Linked DNA regions of Rattus norvegicus: region 2 is linked to region 1. A link is a contact called in public Hi-C data. All regions are on one chromosome and are shown on one strand. The core of a region is the stretch at or near the end of the contact, and the rest is flanking DNA. Distances in the headings are between cores, read along the strand shown. Region 1 holds the start of Pafah2 (platelet-activating factor acetylhydrolase 2). Region 2 has its middle 19 kb from the start of Stmn1.

What was found. A called contact is a pair of places that touch in the nucleus more often than the background predicts.
Region 2: a contact with region 1 is called in a Hi-C map of frontal cortex, with 1.9 times the contacts expected there. The contact joins the enhancer-like site here to the promoter of Pafah2 in region 1. A contact is called at or near these places in 2 of 12 Hi-C or Micro-C datasets (frontal cortex and hepatocytes).

Annotation. Positions count from the first base shown.
Region 1 is chr5:151,892,998-151,898,514 of GRCr8, forward strand. Pafah2 (platelet-activating factor acetylhydrolase 2) reads left to right here and starts at 4,198. Exons shown (of 10, transcript NM_177932.2): 1 at 4,198-4,301; 2 at 5,408-5,517. The coding sequence starts at 4,212.
Region 2 is chr5:151,943,589-151,949,612 of GRCr8, forward strand. No RefSeq gene overlaps it. Among named protein-coding and RNA genes, the nearest start is that of Stmn1, 19 kb to the right of the region's middle. Within about 2 kb of position 2,788, at least 34 of the 93 cell types and tissues checked have an H3K27ac peak or open chromatin away from gene starts, as enhancers often do.

The sequences.
Region 1 (5,517 bases), core at 2,948-5,447:
TATCTTAGAGCAGCCAAGGAGAAGAATTGGGTGATTTTTAAAACCAAAGCCAAAAGAAGACAAGTAAGTTCTGGCTAACTGTGGAAAGCACGTGATAGTTTGTCCTGCTGGTTAAAGCACTCTCTTTACCCGCTGGAGTTCACATGGAGAGGAAAAGCACACATGTGTGAACCATTCAATAGCACTCATTGAAGAAAGTCCTTTTTAAAAACATGTATTTATTCTGCGAGTGACTGGGTACCTGCAGTCCATGGTGAATGTTCAGAGGTCAGAGGACCACTTAGGGCCTGGGGACAGATTTCCTCTCTTCATAATGTAGCTTCCTGGAATTGAACACAGAACATCAGGCTTAGAAGGCAAGCTTGCCTGGTGAGCCATCTTGCCTTCATTAACCCGCTGAGTTTCTGGGCAGCCATGTCTGTTTTCCCAGTGAGAAGTCCACAGGGTACACTCAGTGTTTGGTGCATGTGTACGTGCATGCTTGAATGAAAGAAAAGGCCCTCCCTCTGTGAAAGAACTCTTAAGAGATTTTCAAAACCTGCTGGTCAGGAACACCTAGGACTTAATAAGAAAAAAATTAACTTGGAGCTGGGAGTGGAGCTCAGTTGTAAGGCACTTGCCTGCATGTGAAAGGCCCTGGGTTTTAGCCCAAGCCCCTCGAAAATTAAAGAAAGGAAGAAAGAAAGAAAGAAGGAAGGAAGGAAGGAAGGAAGGAAGGAGGAAAGAAAGAAAGAAAGAAAGAAAAGCAAGCAAGCATTGGTTTCTCTGCAAATGAAAGGAATACACTGTTAGAGATTGCAGAACAATTGGGTTGTGGGTTCAGAAACCTCTGAAATAGATTTCACATGGTCTCACTGGGAGAAGCAAGTCACTGAGGCGGCCAACCCAGGTCTTACACCTTGAGCCATTTGAGCAGCCTGTGTCAGGAGTCCAGGTAAGGGAGGGGGGCCATGCTTAGACCTGAGAGGAGGGAAGGTAGGGGTTGAGGAACTTGTCCCAGTGAACCAGGAGGTCTCACTGGGTCTGGATGATAGATAGAGAGGTTCTGGGCGAGCACTGCCGTGAACTGTGGAGCCAGGGTGAACATGGAACACAGGTGAACAACTCCCCCGGGAAATCTCATGGCTTTTATGAGAAACAAGGCTGAGTGTCTCTCCGTTGTAGTTTGCAAGCGAGATTGGCTTTTACCTCCCTGTTCATCCTCCTTGGGCATCAGTCAGCACGAGCCTCGGGAACTCTGGCTGTTTTCAAGTTAGCCTCAGTCTGGCCAGTCGTCTTCTTCAGGTTTTTGGTTTTTTTCCCAAGCAGAATTTAACTGATGGCCCCTCTCAGAAGCCTGCCAGGACCACCAGGATCCTGTGCATCCCACCTGCACGACTCTTTTGAAATAATTTCGCTGACGCCTGACCCAAAATCCTGGTCACAAAATCTCCCGCCCTGTCTCACCCTTGCCTATCCCTCTTTCTTTCCCGTCCCTTTGTTTCTGCTTTTCTCAAGATCACCAAATGCATCTAGATACTTGTTCAAGCCAGGTACTATGCAAGGCGCTTTAATTGCAGGGTTTCATTTATCTCCATAGCAACCACAAGGCTGACACAAATCCCCGTTTGCAGAGGCAGAATTAGGCTCAGAGAGATCAGGTTAACTTGCCCAAGCTAGGGTAGCAAAGCGCCTGGGTCTCAGGCTTGGGTCTTTCATGGTGGGACAGCTTCGTTGCTATTATAAACACATGGCCGGAGGTTCAGATCCTTAGGGCTCACGTTAAAAAAAAAAAAAAAGAAAGAAAGAAAAGAAAAAAGGATAGCTGGGTGTGGTCACAAATGGCTTTTAAACCACCTCAGGAGAGAGAGGCAGGTAGATCTCTGAGTCCAAGGTTAGCTTGGTGTACATTGCAAGTTCCAGGACAGCCGCCTGGGTTACTTAAAGAGACCCTGTACAAAAAAAAAAAAAAAAAAAAAAGCAACAGGCCAGTAAGATGGTTCAGCGGATAGAGACACTTGCTACTAAACATAACTGAGTTTGATCTCTGGGACTCTCAAGATAGGAGAGAAGAGACTCCCTCAGGTTACCCTCTGACACCCACAAGCACACTTGTCACACACGCATTTCCATGCATTAAATAAATAAATGTAATTAATTTTTAAAAAGCCCGACTTGGGGCTGGGGATTTGGCTCAGTGATAGAGCGCTTACCTAGGAAGCGCAAGGCCCTGGGTGCAAGGCCCTGGGTTCGGTCCCCAGCTCCGAAAAAAAAGAACCAAAAAAAAAAAAAAAAAAAAAAGCCCGACTTGATGGCATGCTATAATCTCAGACGACTTGATGGCATGCTATAATCTCAGACGAGGGGAGTCTGACCGGTAAGTCCCTGAAAACCAATGTGGTCTAGCTCCCCGCTAACGCTAATGGAAGACCCTGTTTCAAACAAAAGGGTGGGAAGCACGTGAGAACCAACAGGAGAGGTTGGCCTCCGCATGCACATGGTTCCGCTCACCCACCCACGGGAATGCGTGGGAGCTTGCACGCGCGCGCCCCTTTCTCCCTCTGCAGTCAACACCAACTGCCCCCGTGTCTCACACACCCTTTCCTAACTTTCTTTTCTTTCCTGTCCTCCCCTGCTCTCTGCTCCCACGCTCCGGGGACTCTCTTTCCTCAGAACTCCAGTGGCATTTTATCTCTCTTTTATGACGGGAGCTGCAGCTGCTTCGCCGTCTTGTGATCCACTTGAGTCCCGCAGCTGCAGTCTAGGTTCTCCAGTGCGAGCCCTCGGCCCCAGTGCGAGCCCTCGGCCCCGAGGGGGAACGGGCAAAGGCTCCTCCCCCTTCACCCTGGCTGAGCGGGTCTGCAGCCTGCAACAGAACTTAGCTCCTCCTCCCCTTCCTCCCCTTCCTCCCCTCCCTCCCCTCCTCCCCTTCTTCCCCTCCTCTGTTTCCTCCCTTCCTCCTTTTTGTTATAGTGGATGTCTTAAAATTTGCACTGGAAGAACAAAAGAGGAAAAAGAATAGTAGAAAGAAAATGATTGCTTCCTAACATGAAGTAGAGTGACTCTTTGGGGCTCTTGGGGGTTTTCCTGTGGATCAGATGATTGGCAGGCAGAAGGGTGTGTGTGTGTGTGTGTGTGTGTGTGTGTGTGTGTGTGTGTGTGTGAACAGCTGTGATCTTGAGCAGCTCATCGAGCCTTTCAGTGACTTCTTCAGTAGTGCACACGTTTGTGCCGAGGCAGGGAGAGGGGTGATGGCAGGGAGTGTTGGCAGTAACCATTTCCAAAGTCTTTTTGTCCAGGCGTGCTCAGACTTGCACACTGATCCTCCCAGAGGAAGAATCAGAATGTCCAAACAAACCTTGGGGTCCCGGGGGCCCCACCCATGCAAGTGGTTTTGGCTGTAAGGAATAGGAAATCTAAATGTTGCTTTAAGCAGGGTGGGTTATGAGCTAGACCTCCATAGCAGGGGAAATTGGTCCAACTACCTCCCTTCTCAGAGAGCTGTTGAGAGGGTTAGATGAAGCAGTGTCTATTAGGACTTAGTACAGTCCTAGCTGAGGATGAGCTAGATCTCAGTGGGCGTTATTGGCCAGGAAAGGGCAAAGTCTGGGCTGTGGTCACTGCAGCAGTTTCTATGGGATGGATACATGGTGGGTGCAGTGTCAGTATATGTTGATCCTGAGACAGGGTCCCGTGCATCCCAGGCTTGCCTTGAACTCCTAACCCTCCGGACACCCCCTCCTCAGTGCTGGGATTACAGGTGTTTATTGCCACAGAATTGTTCTCTGCAATTCTGGGAATCAAGCCCAGGACTTCTTGTTTGCTGGAACTGAACCACACCCTTGTGGTTTGTAGGTTTTGAGGGATCTGAGGCTCATCACCACCGTCTCCTCACCCCACCAGAAGGAAATGAAGACTACAGTGCTCGGGGCTGGGAATGGAGTGGGTCACTAGCATATGTAAGGCTCCCAGCTTCCTTCCCACCACTGCAGAAAGACAACAGAAGGATCAGCCTGTAAACGGAAAGTAGCAAACGTAAATAATGCGTGCGCTTCAGTGAGTAGCTGGCAGGAAGGTCAGTTGGGGTGATAAGGATGTCAGGAAGTACACAGGGTTGGCACATGACCTAGAGAAACAACAAGCGAGGAAGAGACCAGCAGGAGGCTGTTCTGCGCTCTGCCTTCCAGCCAGCAAGTTCCTGAGCACCCGCCTTTGGTTCAGCTGGTGATGAGATGGGGGCCGGTCAGTCTATATGCTTCCCGCCCATCTCCGGGCCCCACCACATTGGCTGCACGGATGTGATGGAGGGTCACAGTCTTGAGGTAAGTGTCCCAAGCTCTGCCCTACTGTGGGGACTTCACCACCACCAGTCCAAGTGTGTAAGTTCTGGGGCGCTAAGTTACAGCTGAGCTGGATTTGGTCATCGGTCCTTAGGCCTGTCTTCCTGTCATTTCTTTTAAATGCCTCATTCAGACTATTGGAACCTCCCCAGATGACAGAGAGACTTGCGTTCTTGCTCAAGGAGGAGAGGCGTCTCTGGCTTCAGAGGCAGCTCACAGACCCTTTCTCCTTTCTTGAGTCCGGGCCTGTGATCCTGGAGAGGTTTTTCCATGCCATCCTGATGTGGGGGAATGGGAGGAAGCACAGTGGGCCGCAGGCTGCTGTCCTGAGTCTACGCTTCGGTGGGAAGGTGGGGTCTTTGTCTCCAGCCTCCCATTGGCTTCTGATCTCCTGCTAATATCTAGGCTTTTCTTTTTCTTTGTTTCCTCTTCTTCCTCCTCTTCCTCTTCCTCCTCCTCTTCCTCCTCCTCTTCCTTCTCTTCCTCTTCTTCCTCCTCCTCTTCTTCCTCCTCCTCTTCTTCCTCCTCCTTTTTTTCCTCCTCCTCTTCCTCTTCCTCCTCCTCCTCTTCCTTCTCCTCCTCCTCTTCCTCCTTTTTTAAACATTTTCGAGGTTTCACGTGTAGCTCAGGAAATGTAGCCAAGAATGACCATAACCCCAAATTCTCCCACACCACCATGACCCAGCAAGTTCCTTAAGTTTTCATTCCCAGTGCTTAGACTCACCTCTGTTCTGTGAGAGACACCCACTTCCTGGTTACCCCCCTCCTGCTTCCTCTCCTGACCAAGCATACTGCCGCTGCCACCAAGTTCATCCTAAGGGCAAAGATCTAATCCCCCACTCCACCCGAGCCCTCGCCAAGCCTAGGTCCGCAGTAGGTGCCATTCCAGGATGTAGTTGGAAATGCAGCTTGACGGTCAGAGGAACATAAACCTTCTGATGTGCTAGCAACAAAATTGTTTCTGGATCTGAGGAAGCCTCTGTTTCTCTGTGCTGGTGTCCAGCCTGGCTGGTACCCAGACTCCTGCTGACCCGAAATGCTTGAGCTTCTTGGTCCCAAGCAGTTGCTCCCTTCTTCTTCTTCTCTAGGGGAGCCTCTTCCGACTCTTCTACCCCTGCGAAGCATCAGAGACGTGCGAGCAGCCCCTGTGGATTCCCCGCTATGAGTACTGCGTGGGTCTGGCTGACTACCTGCAGTA
Region 2 (6,024 bases), core at 1,538-4,037, 49 kb after region 1:
AGGCTAGCTGGCTATTGGTGGAAGGCCTTTTAGGAGATCCATCTTTTTTGAGGAGTCCAGGGAGCTGTGAAGTATAGAAAGAGGTTCATGCCTGTTAGCCCAGCATGTGGGAGGCTTAGGCAGAAAGACTAGGAGTCCAAAGTCTTTCCTCAGGAAACCTGGCTGTGTGGCTAAAAAAACGGCCCCAGAAGAAGTTGACACAGTAGATATATTTTCTTTTTTTCTTTTTTCTTTTTTTTCGGAGCTGGGGACTGAACCCAGGGCCTTGCGCTTGCTAGGCAAGCGCTCTACCACTGAGCTAAATCCCCAACCGATATATTTTATCCAAGGAAGAGATCTGTGAGTCTCTGACACCTATCTGACTAACAACGACATCCGGGGCAGGTGACAATCAGTCTCCTGGGTTTTTGTTTTCTTTTGTTTTCTGTCTTCTCTTCCTAAAGTCAGACAGGCCACACAGCAGGACTCTGGATCCAGCCATAGGCCAATAAGAGCACAGAGGAGCCAGAGGAACCGGAAGGGGGAGGGGCATTGAGTGACCTCCTGGCATGTGACCTGTTCCCTAAGCCATAAATCCTTACAGACCCCAACTCAGTAACCCAGAGCATCCAGGGAGACAAATCATCAATGGGTAGAAGGCCTCGTTCTTTGTCTTTGCTGAGGAGGCACGCTGAGGAGAGATACAGGGAATGTCTTTCTGGCTGGCACTGAGTGGGCAGTCCCGACACATTGGTAGGGAGGATGCTGACAGTCTCCAGGGAGTGGCTATGGGCCTGGCTTCTAGAAAGACAGGTTGAAAACCCAGTTCCAAGGTAAGATTCAGAGCCTGAACCCCGGCAAATTGGTCTTTTGGCCTGGTTGCCATGGAAACCGACAGGCAGCAGCTGCTAGGGAGGAAGAACCTGCAGCTTCTACATCTAGGATCGGGAGACACCCGTGGTGGGGGAGGGGGTGCATACCCTCCTTTCTTCCTGGAGACCGCTGACTGTCCCCATCTCTCAGGCTTTCAGTTCTCCACAAAGTCACAAAACAAGAGACAGGACAAACCCCAATTTCTTGCCTCTAAGTCAACGCCCATTTATATAACAGTAGCCTTCCGTTCAGCTTTGGGAGCAAACAAGACCCTGTAGCGCTGAAGCCTGGAGCCCTGGGAGGTTTTCTTGGTCACCTGCAGGAAGGGACCATGTCCTTAGATGTGTATTAGCCACTAGAGGCCAATTTGGCCTGGCTTTCTGTCACTTTCTCTCTGGAAAACCTGGCTGGCCAGAGAGTCTGTGAAAGCCTTTGTCTGGGTAGGGAGCTAGCAGAAGCTGAGCCCAGAGGCAAATGGCAAGTGACAGGGCTTATTGTCCCCTCGTTTGATGCTACACTGATATCATTAGTTTGCAGCCTGGCTGGCATCCTTCAGGCCGGGACCTTGCTGGGCCATGTTCCCCAGCTCCCCTACAGGTTATCTCAGGAAACCCCAGGAGGGAGGGGTGGGGCCTGGATCCAAGTCGTTGGTCCTCTTTCCAGAGCAGCGGCCAGCACCTAGCTTTCATCTTATTCTGTGAAAGGAAATGCGGGTCTGGTGTCATCTGGGGCTTTGGGCTTCTGTGCTGTGCATGTGAGCAGGGTCCTTATGTAAGAGAACGGAGCCGGCTCGTGGAGGAGCAAGAGAGGACAGAAAAGCAGAGCAGCTCCCAGACTTCCTGTGCAGCGGGCAGCGGCTTTAATCAGAAAGGTAGCGCAGACAGGGGCGTTATGTAAGAAAAAAGCCTGCGCCAAGGAACACAAAGGCAACGAGAGACGGAGCCATCACTTCAGACCCCACTGCCCTTTCACTGCCCCCCCATATTACTATTATTTATAAATTACACAAATGATATTAGAGCATGCTTTAATTTAAAAAATGTGTGTGTGTGTGCGCGCGCGCGCGCCCGCGCCCTATTCAGCATATGTCTGGAAGTCAAAGAGCAACTTGCAGAAATTGGTTCTCTCTAGCTCCCAGAGTTCAAAACGAGGCCCTCAAGCTTGGCGGCAAGCGTCTTTACCTGTTGAGCCCTGCTGCTGGCCCAAGAACTCCATTCTATAAAGGATGCAAACACACTAAAGATAAACTGGCCTTTGTTGTCCCCTTGCTCCTCCAGCCATTAACAATTTCATGTCGCCTAGAGACTCGGTTTTTCTTTAGCCTTTAGCGTGTGCAGCCATCACATCGCTTTGTCCTGAAGCTTTCCCCACCGCGCTGTTTCTCATAGTTAGGTTCTCCAGCAACTGCCAACCCACACTCTCCATTACAGACACTTGGTGATTTGTTTACATCATCGTTAGGAGTCACGCGCTATTTATAGTCTTTTGTTAATATGAATAATAATGCTTTGGGCACTCATGCAGCTGGGGCAGTGGGGGGCGGTTCTAGATGTGGAATTGCTGGGGTAACGTGTCTGTGTGTCTAATTTTCCTAAATACCATGGGTATTTATTTTTAAGCATTTTGTCTTTGTCCTTTTTAATTATCTAAGACAAAGATGTCCATTGTGGGGGGAAAAAAAAGGGCAGAAAAGAAAATCACTCAGGGAGAGAGAAATCACTGTGTCTCTTTATCCAGCAGTCACAGACTGTTTACAAAATTGGGGCATGTTTTTCTCCCAGTTATTTATTTAGATTTGTTATTTCTCTCCCTCCATCCCCCCCCACGCTCATGTGTGTGGACTGCCGTGTAGTGTGGAGTTGCTTCTCTCCTTCCACCTTCGGTGGGATCCAGGGATCAAACGGGGCTTCTGGGGCAAGCACTTTTACCATTCTTTACCGTTGAGCCACCTGTCAGCCCTATTTGTTTACGTTGTTATTGGTATCGCAGTCCAAGCAGACAGCACCGTTCCCTAACTAGCCTTTCTTAACCTTGTGAGCATTTCTCCTCATCCCTAAAGCATCTGTTTAAACACTGCTTTTATGATATTATGACAGACATTGTATGCACATACCATAGGTTTTAAATCCTATTTCTCCATTGTTGGGCTTTAAGTTGCCCTACATTATTTTCTACTACACGATCTCAGTGATTTTTTTTTCCTAAATCATTGTCCTCATTCCAATGACTTTCTTAAGCGACACTCCCCAAAGGAGACGCACTGGTTCCAAAGGCCAGAGATTTCAGTAAATCTACTTTTCAAGTTGAATTCTGCATTGCTAATGGGTGCACGTGGACCAGAATCCCAAAGGCACCTAGGCTCACAGGTGATGTTTTTGTTTGTAGAGGTCACACTGTGTAACCCAGACTGACCTGGGACTTGCAATCCTCTGGCCTTGGCTTCCCAAACACTGAGACACATACGGCCACTCCCAGCTTTGTGTGTGATTTTTTTTAAAGGGAAAACTATAAGCACGTCCTCCTTTGTCCTATGGGAGAGGCAGCGAATCAGAGACACATTTTGACAGTTTTTCACTACGTTATTGGTTGGTCTGTTTCTGAGACTTGCCAGATTTTCTAAAAAAAAAAAAAAAAAAAAAAAAAAAAAAGGTTGCAGAGAATTCTTTTAGATGGATGTGTCCTAATTAAATCAATCAATTCTATTGATATGTTTAAGATCCCCCCCCCACTCCATCGGTAAGCGTTGGGCTAGTGCAGTAATAAGTATCCTCACTCAGAAGATGTTCCACACACATCTGGGCAATCCCTTCCTGTAAGTGGAACTGAGCAGAGGGGATTGGCCGTTTGCCTTTTCCTGACAAGTGACCATTTCATCTCTAGAGGAAAGGAACAAGGTTAGAAGTACTTCATACAAATGGCCGGCTTGGACACACCTGTCTGCCTCTTCACCAGCTGCCACCCCCACCCCCTCCACCCTCACCCCCATCCCCCCACCCCCCTCCACCCTCACCCCCACCCCCCCCACTCCCCTACCCCCCACCCTCCACCCCCGCCACACTCCCGACTCAGAGGGAAACAGCTTGGCTATTTGCACAGTACCTGTCCTCAGTCGTCTTTTTGAAGAGGATCTGGTTAAAGATTAGCAAAGGTGAGCTTTTAAATCTTTAAAAAAAACATATATACGTGGCCAATTTTTAAATCTTAAAATGTGGTGATGCACACTTGTAATCCCAGGACTTGGAAGCAGAGGGAGGGGAATCTAGGAGTTAAAGGCCAGCCTCAGCTACCTAATAAATTTGAGTCCAGCCTGGGCTACCAGAGATCCTGTCTGCACAACACTAAACAAAACTATCATTTTAAAGTCGGTTTCTGGGAGAATTCCCTTATCCCAATTTTACCACTGTTTCCGTGTGACCTTGGTTCGGGACTCCTCATAAAGAGCCCGCAATGCCTTAGGACAATGCAGCCCGGGTAGTGACTCAGTAACCAGCTCGGGCCCCAGCAAGGTCTCAAAAGGTGGCAGCTGCCGGAGACAAACCAAAGACCAGAGGACAGGAGGTTTCTAGGCTGAGAAAAGGCGACTGGGCGGGGCCGGCGGCTTTGTTCTTTCAAATGCTGGCGCTGGCCTTTGCCGCACTGCAGGGTGCAGAGAGCGAGCTACCAGCCTCTGGGGTGAACACCGCGGTCCCCCAACCCGAGAGCCGGAAAGCTTCGGCGGGACTCCGCCGGGGCTGACCAGGTCCTGAAGGGGTTTGGGGCAAATGAAGCGAGCTAGGTGCTGCGTGCTGGGTACTGGGTGCTGCATGCTGGATGCTGCAGCCCGGCTCGCACCTGCACCCACATTCCGGACGGTGCCCGCGGGATATTGGAGTCCATTGCTCCGACTCCAGCACCCGGCTGCTGTGCCCTGAAGTCAGCCCGGGAAACGCCACTGCTCTCCCATCCTCGCCCCGCCCGGGACCCGCCAAGGACAACGCCAGGGTGCAGCTGTGCGCTCTGCAGGTGGCTTGGGAGCAGCTCCAACGAACACAGGGCGAAGCCATTTTTGGGGCAGATTTGCAAAAAAATTTCCACTCGTGGTGTCATCACCATGTTGGAGCATCATAGCTATGCCCTCCCCACCCTCCCCTTCCTTTCACTAAGGACTTGATTTTCCAGGGAGAGCAGATGCCCACCGCATGGTGCTCCTCACGTGGCCCCACCTGTGTGGTAGGGGTGGCGTTGTGGGACGGCACTGACCTTGAGGCTTAGTCTGGGTTGTGCTCCTAACTGCGCATGCCCCCACATCTTGTCTTTTCATCTGTTGAAGGGAAAGATTAAAGCTAGACCAGAGCAGGTATGGGTGGGGGTGGGGAGACAATAGACTAACTCAATTTGTCTTCACCTAATAAATCTGAAAATAAAATATTCATAGCACGCCTACCATGCCTTTTTTTTTTTTTGCACAGGGTTTCTTTGGGTAGTGTTAGCAGTCCTGGCATTCTGTAGACCACGTTGGCCTCAAACTCAGAGATCTGCTGGCCTCTGCCTCCTGAGCGCTGGGATTAAAGGCATGTGCCACCACCACCCTGATCTTCTTTTCTCTTTAACCTAGTAAAATATGTACGTTCAGGAAGCCTGTCCTTTTTAGAGTCTACCTAGTGGCAAACCTTTGATACAGTTCAGGGCGGGCAATGGAATGTGTAAGTAAGCTGGAGTGTGTACGGGCTATGGGTTACTGGATCAAGCTGGATGCAGCAAGCTAGACATGCGGGAAGCTGTAAGTAGAACTTAAAATGCCTTAAACAGGAGTAAAAGAATGCAGACCAAGGTGTTTACATACTATCATTTTTGCGACATATCAAACAAATCTCTGAGTTTTCTCTGATTTTATTCAAACACGTAAGTAATCTCAAAAAAGAGAAAGGGAGAGAGAGCAACACAGTCCTAACAGCGCCTGTCTCTGCCTGTGCCAGGTCCTGGGTTCCAACTCCTGTACTTTGAAAATAAATAAATAAACAAAATTTCAAAAGGCAAGTCAGTTACAGATTACTTAAGGGATGCTAAGCTGCATATTTATAAGGAAAACACCCAGGAGCTGTTGAGTAGAATCTCTGGCCTAAAAGTGCCTGTGAGTCCACTCTTCCCCCTAAACCTGATGGAGGAGCTTCTGCCCTAGGTCCCTCCCTGCTC